Regions from separate parts of the Zea mays genome. Here region 2 is linked to region 1. The links are chromatin contacts, called in public Hi-C maps. All regions are on one chromosome and are shown on one strand. The core of a region is the stretch at or near the end of the contact, and the rest is flanking DNA. Distances in the headings are between cores, read along the strand shown. Region 1 holds the start of LOC542596 (his-containing phosphotransfer protein). Region 2 holds the start of LOC100382120.

Region 1 (7,377 bases), core at 1,829-4,328:
AAGAGGTACACCATTCTAGATAAATCATTAACATGTGATGTATCAGTCATGCAAAGTTTCATCCATTTGAGATTCTATCAGGTTGATGAATGCACACAAAATTCAATTGATCATAGAATAAGAAGAAAAACAAAGGTACACAAGAATTATCCTTCTTCATGTTTTTGCACCATTTGCCAAAAAAATGGTATTATTTAGTATATGATTTCATACATTGTTTCAAATGACAAAGAACCAACAAGGAGTACTCAAAGAGAACCGGATCATGGCACAGAAAATTGCTCAGGATAAAGCTATGGGCCAAAATAATTCAAAATTTACACAACCTCGTCCAATTAAGGTGAGCAAATATAACCTCAATTGATATAGTTGCATTACTTTAACACAAATTATGCTTGTTACTATACAATAAACTAGTGCTTGTTGATGACTCTGTGAATTCAATGTAGGATGGAACCACAGTGATACTTAAGACAGCAAGCCGTCCAAATAAGGCAATTGTGGCCTATGCAACCATTCTGAGCTCTAGTCCAAAAGAAAGTGTTGGTGGAGTTGAGATAGGAAAACAATTCTACAAAGTCCGAATCAACCATCCTGTTTTACAAGATGAGCCTTTGGTTAGGCCCATGCCTGGCTACGACAAAATTGGTGATGCCCATGCAAAAGGAGTAGCAATTGCTTGGCCTTGGCTTTGTGTATGCTACAACAAGTTTTATAAATACGTAATGTTACAAATTGCTTTCTCTAGGTAGTAGGCTGAAATGATTAACGATACAATGACCATTCTCTTTGCAGGTTCAAATGATCAATGGATGAATTTGTAGATTTGGATGCGCATGAGACATGACCAAGAAACATGAATTCCAAGAATATTTCTTATTTGTAGTTACATTTCATTTCCACCTTTACAGACTTGTACTATCTACCACTTGCTACATTTATTCCCTAGAATCATATCATTGTGTAAATATATAATTGTATTTTGTGAACAAGTACTATGTTTTTACCTTCCTCCAATCAATGCAAGTGATTACTCGAAGTTGTGATTTTTGTTGTTGTGCAAATGTGTCATGATCCCTTAATAAATTCATGTCAATGTTATGTGCTATGTGCAATTTAAAAATAGCGTTTTCATTTGAAATTTGAAAGTGTTACAATAGGTAAAGCATGTGTTACAAACAACATGTACCTAAAATTCCAATGTATGTTGTCACAAAGTGTTACTATTGTAATGAAAAAGTGTTACTATAGCTAAAAAAATTGTTACGCTAGAGAAATATTGTAACACTAATAAATGTTCCAATAAACAAGTAATTGTGTTACAGAGTAGTAACACTTTTTTATAAAAAAGGAACATATATTTTGTGTTCCAATAGGTTAGATACTAGTAACATTGGATATAGTAACACAAACAAGATGTGTTACTAGTACAGCTAGTAACACCTTTATTGAAATATAGTAACACAAGTTGGTGTTACTAAAGCTATGTTATGTAGTAGTGCTACATGAAGATATTGTGTTTTCATGAATTATTTGTCCAAAGAATGACTAAATGTTAACAAAAATTAAATGTGCCCATTTGGTTAGAAAAAAATATTTCACATGTCATAATTTTCCTTGAGTTTGTATTGTCCCCATTTGAACTTTAGTGAGGTGCAATGGGCCATAAATCTACTATATTTGTTCATCAAATATATGGTTATATTATATTTTCTTTAACTAAAGTTTGCTTATGTTGTCATAGGTTGTCATATACATGATTGACTATGGTGCTTGCTTTACTTGTATTATCAATAGAAAATTCATTCTTGTATTCTTTAGCTCCAATGATACATGGCATGTCACTCATAGTCATAGATAATAATTTTTTGCACAACTCAATAATGTTTGCACCATTATGATAATTAACTCAATAGTATTCTAATTATCTCTTCTTGAGATAAATTGTTGGTATCTTATCTGTGTGGTGCAAATAACCACCAGAAATTATCTCTAAAGTTCTCCCAAACTTATTTAACTGCTTGTATTATTCCGTTTTAGTTCTTCAACATATGAAATACTTATTCACACCATTTGTTACCACATTTTATTATTCATAGTGTGTCGTATACAGTAATAGTTGGAAATGCATTGTCCACTTAGCGTTATTACAACTATGTTACCACGTCTAAGAAAATCATCACTAGAGTTTTATCAAAATGCATATGTAACTGATAGTATCATCTATTTTTAGTTCCTTTATGTATGGAATATTCACCATGCTATGCGTTACCGGATTTTAATCATTCATAGTTTGTCGTATATTCGTCGCAATAAATTTGTCGCTGTTATAAGTTACTATATCCATTAGATGCATAAATATTTTGTTTTCTACGAAAAATTTGTTTGGATATTGTTAGAACGGTGTTAAGCCATAAATTGAACAAGATTTGCAATAATCACAATTTATAAACTTGTAGCTAAATCTAATATCTCTTGATCGTTAATTTATATAAGTATATTATTTATATAGAATATAAATTATTGGTAAATAAGATCTTTACTTGCATGTGTACTATTTATATATTTATTTATTTGTTCAACACCCAACATTCATGGCCTAAATGTACCTTATATTGGTAACTTCATATGAAACTAGCTATGAGACTTTGTTGATACAATAAATTTTGACCAGCTAATTACCTCTAATAATTTTATGTTTACAATAGACAGTACAACTATACAAGCACATGTTAGCAAGAGGAAAAATAGATAATTTTCAAACTAATGATAAATACTTTTTTTGCTTGAATAATCACCATTTCTTTATGCAACGGCTAGATTGAAAATTGCCACCAACCAAAGAAGTAGATGGTAGGTGACAATTAAGAGTTTTTGTTTGTAGTAATCAAATGTAGTAGAAACTATTACCATCCAAAATAACAACTGGAAAAATTAAGAGAGGGAAGAAGAAGCCAAATATGCAGCGGTTCCAGTGCAGGCTGTGCAGCCTCCCTGAGCTGTGCCAGGAATCGCATTCCCCCTGTAATCCACTATAAATAGGTCTCAATCATCCCTCACTAGTCACTCACTCTATTCCCATTCCAAGCCCCCGCTCTCGGATTCCCGACGACGAGCTCAGAGCTCCTCCTCTCCTCCCCTGCTCGGTGTTCGACGCAACAGCTGCCGCCATGTCTGCCGCCAACCAGCTCGCCGCCCTCGTCAGCAACATGTACGCCACGGTAAGGGTTCTTCCTCCACTGCACGACCTCTGGATTCTTGTATTTCGGCGCCACTGGCGCGGAATTCGGGTTGTGGCTGACGGGATTGTGCTTTGTTTTGGTGCTAGGGTTTGCTTGACGATCAGTTCCAGCAGCTCCAGATGCTCCAGAACGCCAGTACTCCTGACTTCGTCTCCGAGGTCGTCACGCTCTTCTGCCAGGACGGCGAGCGGATCATCGGAGAGCTGGCCAAACTGCTGTACGTGTGGTTCCTCACTCGTTGTTCCGTTTCTGTGATCGGTTCTTTGCGTTGTAGAGGGGTGGCTGATTCGTGCAGTTTGGTGTTTCTGTGACTCTGCAGGGAGAAGCCCAACGTGGATTTTGACAGGGTTGACGCCTTTGTGCATCAGCTCAAAGGAAGCAGTGCAAGGTGATTACCTTGTTCATACCCTGTTCTTGGAATGCATGTGTAATGCTAGTAGGAATGTATTTGTTGTGTTTCCATTTCAGCGCGGGAATGGGGTATGCAGTGCCATTAAAATTGAGGAGGGGGATTTAAATTCGTGCAATGATTGATCTGGCTTCCACAATTAATTCTGTGTGGTGATCCGACCGAAACAGTTAAATATCAGTTTTTGACATTCTGTTTTGGGAACTGTTGCCATTGGTTCCATAATTGTCATGTTCTGCGATGTGGATCCAACACATCTTGTCATGTGCACACACAAGTGACACAACTTGAAAAGGAAAACTTCAAATTTCCATGTTTTAAGTTGTGTTTCGAATCCGTTTAAGGAAGCGATTGCCATATATTTTGTCGTTATAATGTTCCATGATGTAGATCTGGCAGACATGCTCCATTCAGCACATCAACCGAATAACTCCAAGAGCATCGGCTCACATTGTTCCATTTTGATTTGTGTTTCAGATCTGTTTTGGGTGGGATTTGTCATATATTTTCTTGTTATTTTGACATAAATCTGAAAAACATGCTCCCCACACACTAATCTAATAACTCAAGTGGCACTAGTGAATCCCTCCCATTTTTTTGTGCTTTAGTTTCATGGTATACTAAATATGGAATTCATGGTCAAGACACAACAGCCTCTCTGTAATTGTCATGGATTAGGAATAAAGTACGGGAAATGGAGGATATGTCCTTCCTACCTCAAGATGATTTGACTTTCATTTTATGTTGCATGAATTGTAAATGAATCATTTCATATTAGAGTTTTTCCTTATCATGGATGCAGAGGTGTTTAAGATTTTTGTTGATATGAAGCACCTGTGCTATTGCATTTTGAATAATTGTGCCATGAAAAAAGGATATAATAATTAAGACTTATCAAGGGCGTCAAATGAAAATGTTATGGATTCATCAGTTTGTAAAATTCAAAAGTTTCTGTATTGGATGTGGGGCTTGCTAGAGTTCTAAAAATTTACTAGGCTTGTACTTGGCTAGCTTGTTAACTCAGATACGGATGGTCAAATTGTTTAATATGTATTTGATCAGTACTACAGTCTTATGACATCTAAACTTTGGTAGTTCTTTTTTCTTCTTTTATTGAGTTATTTTTTAAGCTCCTTGATTTGAATATTCGTGCATTTCAGTATTGGTGCTCAGAAGGTTAAGAACACTTGCATTCAGTTCCGCGAATCCTGTCAGCAGAAGAGCAAAGATGGGTTAGTACCTAGCTTTTTATATGTTCATGTACTGCTGTTTTTTGTCATTGTCTTATTGATATTTAGGTTATCACTACTCTTGTTATTACTGTGAAAACATTTTTTTTTTGCCATGAGCATTTTTTGCATAGTTATCACTTATCAGCTGTGTGTTCCATTCATGAGTTGCCAATGAATGTTGTCCGCACAAATCACTGAACTATATCCTTGCCAGGTGCCTCAAGACACTGGAGACAGTGAAGATTAACTTCTATGACCTGCGTGACAAGTTTCAGACCATGCTTCAGGTATGCGATTAAATCTTCTGAAAATACCTTTTTCTGTACATTGAACTAGACTAGCCTTTTTTTCAGAGAAAAACCTTTTTATTCTGAATCTTGCTTGTTATACCTAGGTGGTCTAGTGGATAGGATGTATATGATGAGGTAACAATGAAGAACTTAAAATTATGTTAATGGAGTGAGTGGCACATGTAAGATAGTCGAAGAACTACATCTCTAGTTATCGTAACAGAAGTTACGACTCCAAGAAATCCTAGTGGGGAAACATGTTTGACACTCATTCTTCATATCTGCATGTTCTTATATCAAGATTCTGTATATAATGTCTAGTCCTTTGTTACTCCTTTCTTTCGCCATTATATCTTTATGTTGTGATGATGGATTTTTCTCTTCTTATCCATGCATAGAAGGACTGATATATGTGTTTTGTGATGCAGCTGCAGCGTCAGGTCAATGGCTGTCCCCCCAGCAAGTGAACAAGATGGTGGAGTGGAGCTTCATGTTGGGATGATGCGTGCATCTTTCAAGTTCCAGAACATTCTGAATAAGCTCCTCAATTGGCTTCTAGGAAGTCTGTAATAGCTTAGCAGCAAGATTAGCGTTGACACCACCGTAGCAGAAGTCAATGTCGTCGTTTTTGTGTCACCGTCTTAGTCGTAAGTGTCCGTGCTGGGTGATGGATCTCCTGCAAGCAGTTGCAAGTGGTCCATTTACTATGTAGTAGTGGCTCTGAATAATCTATATCTTAGCAATGAATTTGGCAACATGTGCGTGCTGTTTGATATGCTATGTGAAAGTGAGCCTGTCGTTGGATCATGGTTTGTATCATTGCAGATTTTTCAGGTTGGTGGCGACGTCAGGGGAGGGCAGCCAGCCACAGATAGCAATGAGACATGTTGGTGAAGGCCTGCCCTATCAATGGAATCTCTACGCTTATAGCCTGAATGGAGCTTAGGTTTTGCTTACCCTTGAGTTTTTTCCCTAACATGCTCTTGTCAATGTTTAGTTTTTTTTCACTCCTTTCTTGGCCATTATCTTGATATGTTCAATGTTCTTCTGATGCAGCTGTAGCGTCAGATTCAGGGCTTTTGCCCCAAGAAATAACTCAGTTACTCAGAGTGGTGGAATTGATGGAGTTGGATGTTGGGATGATGCATACAATACATCTTTCAGAATCAAGGGACGTGTTCAATGAGCTCCTCACTTGGCTTCTAGGCTTCAACCATCTAGGAAGTCTGTAACAGCCTAGCAGCAAGATTAGCTGTTGACGCTTTTGTGTCACTGTAATAGTCTGTCTTAAATTTATAAGGGGTGGAGAAGCAAAGCATGTTATGGTTAATAATACCTAAGGTAGTGTTTGTTCGAAAGTATGATGGAACGGAGCCGGTCCACTCTTAATTTGTTGTTGTTTGGATTCTTAATTTGTTGTTGTTTGGATTGGTTACATATACGAGAGTGATATAAAAAAGGAAAATCATGCTCCAGCTTTCCAAAATTTCCTGGACGGAGCCACTCCATTTCAACTGGCTCCCAAACATGCTTACTTCGCGGTCTGCTATATGAAAGTGAGTCAAAGATTTCGGGTTGGTACTTGTGTCGCCAAGCATCGCATCGTACACGTGATGAGGTTACGGTTTGGATTCAGCAAATGAATTCGTGTGAGGATTTTGTGAAAAACCCCAGGTGATGAGGTTACGGTTTGGATTCGGCGCGTGAATTCGTGTAAGAATTTCATTAAAAATCCAGATAGGCAAGTTTAGGAGGCAAAAACGGCTGTGCAATTAAACTGTCAAAAGTCATGCAATTGTCTTGCAATCAAATTACTGTCACACCCGACTTTAAGGAACAAAGCCAGATGCATCTCATACATGCGCCAAGAAGACAACATATATAATAACAGAGTGTATATAGATAAATGTCACAAAACATCAGAGTATTATTACATAGCGGAAGTCTTATTACAAAATAAAATATAAATATAAAACGAACTAAGGATCGTCGGCGCAAATGTCAACTGAGAAACGCCACCTAGATCAGATCAAACTCCTCGCTTTGTGGCTCCTCCTGAACCACATGTTCTTCTCCTGTGGGGGGGTGTGAGACAGAAGGGTGAGCTCACACATGATCATAGCTCAACAAGTTGTGGGGAACCAGTGGCATGGACTCACAAAGGTGTGAGTTCATATGATGTGTAAGGCTAATCAATGACAGGG
Region 2 (7,377 bases), core at 3,426-5,925, 130 kb before region 1:
TGAGCCTTTCTCTTCAATCAAATGGGACACTTAGTCCACTACAAGGACCACCACAACTTGGTGTCTCTTGCTTTGATTACAAGTGAGTTGAACACAAGAATAGAGGAAGAAGAAAAGCGATCCAAGCGCAAGAGCTCAAAAGAACACAAAAGTCTCTCTCTCTAGTCACTAATTTGTTTGGAGTGATTCCGGACTTGGGAGAGGATTTGGTCTCTTTGTTTGTGTCTTGGAATGAAGTCTAGAGCTCTTGTATGAGGTTTGATGACTGAAAACTTGGATGCATTGAAGTGTGGTGGTTGGGGGGTATTTATAGCCCCAACCACCAAAATGACCGTTGGTGAAGGCTTCTGTCGTATGGTGCACCAGACAGTCCGGTGCGCCACCGGACACTGTTCGGTGTGCCAGCCACGTCATTAGGCCGTTGGGTTCCGACCGTTGGAGCTTCTGACAACGGGGCCACCGGACAGTCCGGTGGTGCACCGGATAGGTCCTGTTCACTGTCCGGTGCGCCTTCTGGCGCCTGCTCTGACTTGTGCGCGCGCAGTTGCACTGTTCACTGTAGCGTTGCAGACGACCGTTGGCACGGACGACCGTTGCTCCGCTTGGCACACAGGACAGTCCGGTGCTACACCAGACAGTCCGGTGAATTATAGCGGAGCGGCCTCCCTGAATCCCGAAGGTGGCAAGTTTGGAGTGGAACTCCATGGTGCACCGGACACTGTCCGGTGGTGCACCAGACACTGTCCGGTGGGGCACCGAACAGTCCGGTGTGCCAGACCAAGGCAGCCTTCGGTTGCTTTGCTCCTTTCTTTTTGAACCCTTTCTTTGAACTTTGTATTAGTTTATTGTGAACCTTTGGCACCTGTAGAACTTATAATCTAGAGCAAACTAGTTAGTCCAATTATTTGTGTTGGGCAATTCAACCACCAAAATCATTTAGGAGAAGGTGTGAGCCTATTTCCCTTTCACCAAGCAACCTATGCACTTACCTTATGCAAACTAGTTCAATTCTGCACTTATATATTTGCTTTGGTTTGTGTTGGCATCAATCACCAAAAAGAGGGAGATTGAAAGGGAAATAGGGTTTAACCGTTTCCTATAAATAATTTTGGTGGTTGAATGCGCAACACAAATATTGGACTAACTAGTTTGCTCTAGATTATATATTCTACAGGTGCATAAAGGTTCAACACAAACCAATAAAAGAACAAAGTTAGGGTTCAAAATCAAAGGAGCAAAAGAATCAAGGGTGCCCTAGTCTGGCGCACCGGACTGTCCGGTGTGCCATCGGACAGTGTCCGGTGCACCAAGACCGTACAACTCCAAACTCGCCACCCTCAGGTTTCCCGGGCCGCGCTCCGCTATAATTCACCAGATTGTCCGGTGTGCCACCGGACTGTCCGGTGCACCAGCGGAGCAACGGCTCCTAGGCACAACGGTCGATGGCAACAGACACCTGCGAACGCTACAGTGCGCGCAGAAGTCAGGGCAGCCGTCAGAGGTGCACCGGACAGTGAAGAGTACCTGTCCGGTGCGGCACCGGACTATCCGATGCCACTAGAACACAAAGCTCCAACGGTCGTCTGCGCCCGAACCCTAACGGTTGGGTGACATGGCTGGCGCACCGGACTGTTCGATGCGCCCATCGACAGTAGCCCAACCCCAACGGTTGTTTGGTGGTTGAGGGCTATAAATACCCCCCAACCACCTCCACTCCAACCATCCAAGCATTCCACACATTGCATTCAATACAAGAGCAATAGACTTCACTCCAAGACACAAATCAAGCGATCAATCCACTCAAAGTCCCGAATTCAACTCTGGCGCATTATGGCTTGTGAGAGGATCACTTGTGTTTCTTTGTTGCTCTTGTTGCTTGGTTGGCTTTCTTTTCTTTTCCTTGTTACTCTCAAGTGCTTTGTAAGCAAGGCAAGAGACACCAATTGTGTGGTGGTCCTTGTGGAGTCTAAGTGACCCATGAGAAGTAAAGAAGAAAGCTCACTCAGTCTAAGTGACCGTTTGAGAGAGGAAAAGGGTTGAAAGAGACCCGATCTTTGTGACCACCTCAACGGGGACTAGGTTCTTTGGAACCGAACCTCGGTAAAACAAATCACCGTGTTCATCCGCTCTATCTCTTGGTTGATTTGTTTTTCCCCTCTCTCCCGGACTTAACATTTGTTTTAACGCTAACCCCGGCTTGTAGTGTGTTTAAAGTTGTGAATTTTAGTTTCCGCCTATCCACCCCCATCTAGGCGACTTTCAATTTTCATTTAAGCATTGCATCCATTATTGAAAGGTTGAACTTGAAGAAATTATAGAAGACTTAAAAATGTGGTTCTCAGGGGGAGAAATTTGCATACTCCTAAATTGAATTTTGAGCATGAAGTTTAAATACCTAATTATAGTTTTATGATTAAATGAAGAAAAAGGTGATTTGCACTATTTTCCCCTTAAGTGAGTTTAAGTAGAAGTTTCTCACGTAAGATTTTTAATGAGACAAATCATGCAACACAGCAAGCGTGAGTCATGTACTCTTTCTCCAAAAAATTTCCCACTGGGTTTTTGTGGAGTTTTGGGACATGTGCATCTCGCGGCAAGAGGGCCAAGGGGAGTGTTAAGAAACCAGTTTGGTCCCCGAAGGCCCATGTGGCCCATTTAGCCGAAACCCTAACTTTGCACTATATATAGAGGAGCACACCACCATTTGTTGTAATGAGAGAAGAGAATAGATGAATGAGAATATCGGTTCCTCATATATCTTTGTGTCTCCTGTGTGTTGAGTTAAGAAGCCTTTGGACTACATTCAGTAGCAAAGGATTCTTAGACTGACTCCAACAGAGCAGCTAAATGGACAGGCAAAGCTAAAATAGTTGTCCACGAGCTACTGTAGCAGTACAAAACACCTTCCAACAGGACAGCCAAACGAGCCAGGCGAAAAGGATGGAAAGAGAGAGGAAAGCCATAATAGCTTGTATTGTGGCTGGCAGCCATTTCCTTTTTCTGTGTTTGAGAACATGACCACACCATCTGCTCTATTTGTTAGACTATACTACCGCTGCCTTTTTACCTATGCTGTTGAAAGCGTGTGTCATATGGCTGGACAGGTAAACCAGAGACGCTAGTCAAAATCTTAAATGACTGCTCGATTTACATGGCCTCTGTTGAAATCAGTCTTAACACGAGTGGCACCGCGGGCAGCCACGGGCTAGAGCTTTTGGAGTACCCATCAGAGTTGCCGTAGAGGCGTAGACATGTACACACTTTTGGGTGCCACTGACCTGATCTTGCCCCCACTTGTACGTCAGCACATGTAAACTAACAGGCCTGGGAGGAATCTTCAGTTGGTCGTCGCTGTCTGCAGGGCGCGAACTGGCTTTTGTCTACACTAATGTCGGTCGTGTGCGCCGTGTATCATGCTGCGAACCTGGACAATGGAGAAGGAACAATCAAAACCAAACAAAGACGGGTGTTATTAAGATAATATATTTTAGAATCGGACTCTACTTGCGCATATATATATGAGCGTCCCTTTTTATTTTCATCATATGAGCTTGCATGTGTCGTAAGTTTGTGTAATGCCTGGGGTAAAGCAAATCGGTAGGACTTCGATTTATATCTATTAAATACTACTACTGCCTAAGTCTCTACAGTATCAAAATACAAGTCGTTTAGAGCAGCGACGTGGTCTCTAAAATATAGGTTTGAACAATATTTTTTTAAATATAAATAAATTCTTAATATATTTATATTTTTGCAAAAAAGGTACTTTTTAAGATAAATCTATATATACGACTATTAGATTTTAAAACTAAATAACAAAACTGTTATTAGTAGTTAAAGTTTTATATGTTTGATTTGAACCTTGTCTAAAACGACTTGTTTTTTTATACAGAAGGAAGTACTTTTTTTAGCAAGACTGGTTAGTACTTCGATGCTATGAAGAGTGAAGCCTATTACTTAGGGGGTGTTTGAATGCACTAGAACTAATAATTAGTTGGCTAAAAATTGGTAGTGAAATTAGCTAGCTAATAAATAGTTACCTAACTATTAACTAATTTACCAAAAATAGCTAATAGTTGAACTATTAGCTAAGATGTTTGGATGTCTCAATTAATTTTAGCCACTAACTATTAGCTCTAGTGCATTCAAACACCACTTAGTCGTTAAATTTAACTATACCTCTCAAATAACTAGTGTTGACTCTAGTTATTTCTTAAAATTGAAAGGATGAGAGAGGACGCTAGTAGACATCTCTGTCATGTATATACTTAAATGTGCCACAACCAAACACATCCTTCACTTGAAGTGAAGTGGCATCCCGACGTCAGCTGTGACGTATGCACTGATACCCATACCAAGTGTGAGCGGCCCGGGAGTCAAAGATGCTGGGCAAAGCCGCCGCCCGCCGGGATGGTGTCGTGGAGGTGGTTAGGTAGGCCGTGTCTGCTCGTGCTTGCTGCCGCGGAGCGTCCGCTGGCTAGCTGGATGACGGATTACACGCAACGCGACGTCGTTTGGCCGGGGACCGCGCAACGTGGAAACAGGGCGAGGCAGGACGCCTCACGCCCGCATTAGCACGAAACGACTAGCGGGACCAATCGGGGAAGGGAGTGCGCGGAAGGCCGGCCCTGCCTTCTTTTTTTCCCCCGCGAAGCAGGGCGAGGCAGGCAGCGTGTATAAACTGAGCGAACGTGAGCGGTCTTCGCCTTGTCCTCCGACTCTTCCATTCCATTCTATTCCCGCTTCCACACGTCGGTCGGCGCCCTTCGCGATCGTGTCGTTTCTTCCCGCAGCCTGCCTGCGTGTGGGGTGATGGCTAGGCACTTCAAGTACGTCATCCTCGGCGGCGGTGTCGCGGCGGTACGTGCCTCTGCCCTCTCCCTGCGTGCCTTCAATTGAACATGTGCCGCCGCCGATCGCCGCCTGATCTGACGACGAGGCTTCCTGCGCGCAGGGGTACGCGGCGAGGGAGTTCGCCAAGCAGGGCGTCAACCCCGGCGAGCTCGCCATCATCTCCAAGGAACCAGTACGTATACGCATCTTCAAGTTCCCGATCGATTTTGCCTTTCCTCGTATGTGCGTAGTAATCAATCAAAATCCTCGTCCGTGCCGTGCGATTCTTATTTTGCTAAAGGCTCTTACGTTTCATTTACCGTGCTCTAAATTTTACGCTATAAAATCGTCTGATTTATTTCTATTCATTTTTGAATTAAAATTAATTAAGCGTCCAAACGAATTACGAAGAAACGTTTGGATTGAGGTAGGGCTATACCCTTTCATAGAATATTGTTTCACCAAAAGAATTTGGGAGGAGTTGGGTATCTGTTGATAGGCTAAAACCGTCCGGCTGAGTGAGCCCCTATCTGTAGCATTGGTTGGAGAAATTGGTTTTGTTGCCAATAGGAAAATCATTAGGTCACTATTGATCCTTGTAAACTGGGAGATTTAGCGAGAAAGAAAAGAAATAAGAGAGTCTTTGATCGCAGATTCTTGAGCAGCCAACAAATCATTATCAAAATCAAGTATGAGACGGTCGTCTGGAATTTAGCAGCGACTATTTAGTGGGGTCTGTTTTTCTTTTATGAGAGCATCTCCAACAACATGACCTATAAAAATGTCCTATAATTTGAAAATAAGTATATTTTATAGAATTTAGGGCACCAACAAAACACCTCGCTCCAACAGTAAAGCCTCAAATCTAGATTATAGGACAGCCCACTACAGTGTAGTATATTTGAGTCACTTGAGAGGGTGCCCTATAGTTTTTTGACAAAAAATTATGAAATAAGACAATGTTGGAGTAGTTTTTCATGTGTAGAGCCCCATATTTCAATTTGAGGCACTAGTTTGAGGCATTTTTGGAGATGCTCTGATAAGATCGGACCTTTGCCTAGTGCTTTGGTCACTATATTGATTTAAAACCTCTTGCTATTCTTCTTGTCAATATATATCTTGGCAGACCTCTTGCCTTTCGTTCAAAAAAAACCTTCTTCTTTTGTTTCCCAATCCTCAGATCGTATTAGCAAGACTCTGAACTCTGAAGTTCCGTACACCGTTTCTCTCTTGTCAGAAATTTGGTGATTAAATTGGGGAAGCTGCAGCGCTCAGTAATTTTTTTTCAGATAACGGCTAACCTGCTATCATGCCACCGCTTTCGTTTGTTTTCTCTAACACATCCAATTGAATTCTGATATATTCATATGAACGTTTCTTCAGGTTTTTTTTTGTTTTGTTTTTGGGGATAGTTGCCGCTCGCCAATCAGAGCTACTAGAAGAATATAGAAAGAACTTATGGAGATGACGTGGATAGTTTATATTAGCAGAATACATGATCGAAGTTAGTGAGATGACATAACTATTAATGAGAAATTATATGGATTGTTAGTAGAGGATGATGTGGATGGATTGCGTGTTGGAATAGACCTGTAGTGGAGGTTATTAGTTTTGTAGGAGATATAGACAGATATAGATATAAATTTCAAGTTGAGACCAACTCAACAAGCAGATATACAAGAATATCGAATGAACCTATCCTTTACAGAAATGCTTCTACTTTCAATTGTTATATCTGTTCGCAGCTGGCTATTCTGTGGCGACGCCACTGCTTAACTTCGATCCTCCATCTTTCAGGTGGCCCCTTATGAGCGCCCTGCACTCAGCAAGGGATACCTCTTCCCTCAGAGTAAGCCCTGAATGCAGATGCACAGCGGTGTGTTTTTTCACACGCTGCTGTCCGATGATCCTGCACGCACGATCTCTTTACTGATACCCGATGCTTGTCCTGTCAACAGACGCTGCAAGACTGCCAGGCTTCCACACGTGTGTGGGCAGCGGTGGAGAGAGACTACTTCCTGAATGGTACTCTGAGAAAGGTAATCTTTTTTACTCCTCCCCTAAAGATGAGAATTGTACTAGTACTAGTTATTGATACTTTCATATGTGCACCGATGTTTTGGTTAAAAAAAAACAGTTGCTTTTGCACTCCATCGATCAATATCCCTGCACTTGTAGTTCTTTCTGTCATCGGAATAGTACTAATTACGATTCTTCTGATAAAAATAATTTATTTCACACTGAGCTGCAACTATTAGATTTAAGAATGCGTGGTGATTTGGGCCTGCTTACCTGGGGAAATGTTCTCCTCTAAGATCAAGTGTTGCTTTATTTATTCTGTGTTTGGTGGTCATGCCACCTCAGTCGGTTTTGCAGCAAACATAACACTCCATCTCCTTGTCTGGTCCCTGGAGAAGTCTATTTGATAGCTTGAGCAAGCATGTCCAAAAAGGCATTACTTTTTCCACAGTTCTGATCATGAGCTGATTATGCCTGTTTTCAGGCATTGAACTGATCCTGAGTACTGAGATTGTGAAGGCCGAC

What was found. Hi-C and Micro-C count contacts between places; a contact is called where the count stands out from the background.
Region 2: a contact with region 1 is called in a Hi-C map of ear, with 3 times the contacts expected there. The contact joins the promoter of LOC100382120 here to the promoter of LOC542596 in region 1. A contact is called at or near these places in 2 of 25 Hi-C or Micro-C datasets (ear and tassel).

The regions. Positions count from the first base shown.
Region 1 is chr4:55,437,079-55,444,455 of Zm-B73-REFERENCE-NAM-5.0, reverse strand. LOC542596 (his-containing phosphotransfer protein) reads left to right here and starts at 3,078. Exons shown (of 6, transcript NM_001112131.1): 1 at 3,078-3,221; 2 at 3,329-3,459; 3 at 3,562-3,630; 4 at 4,812-4,883; 5 at 5,098-5,170; 6 at 5,602-5,929. The coding sequence starts at 3,171. The coding sequence ends at 5,640. It overlaps LOC103653266, which reads left to right. Exons shown (of 10, transcript XM_008680207.2): 6 at 1-5; 7 at 82-135; 8 at 233-340; 9 at 450-695; 10 at 796-1,050. The coding sequence ends at 816.
Region 2 is chr4:55,571,848-55,579,224 of Zm-B73-REFERENCE-NAM-5.0, reverse strand. LOC100382120 reads left to right here and starts at 4,675. Exons shown (of 9, transcript NM_001174881.1): 1 at 4,675-4,860; 2 at 4,955-5,026; 3 at 6,631-6,682; 4 at 6,792-6,872; 5 at 7,337-7,377. The coding sequence starts at 4,813.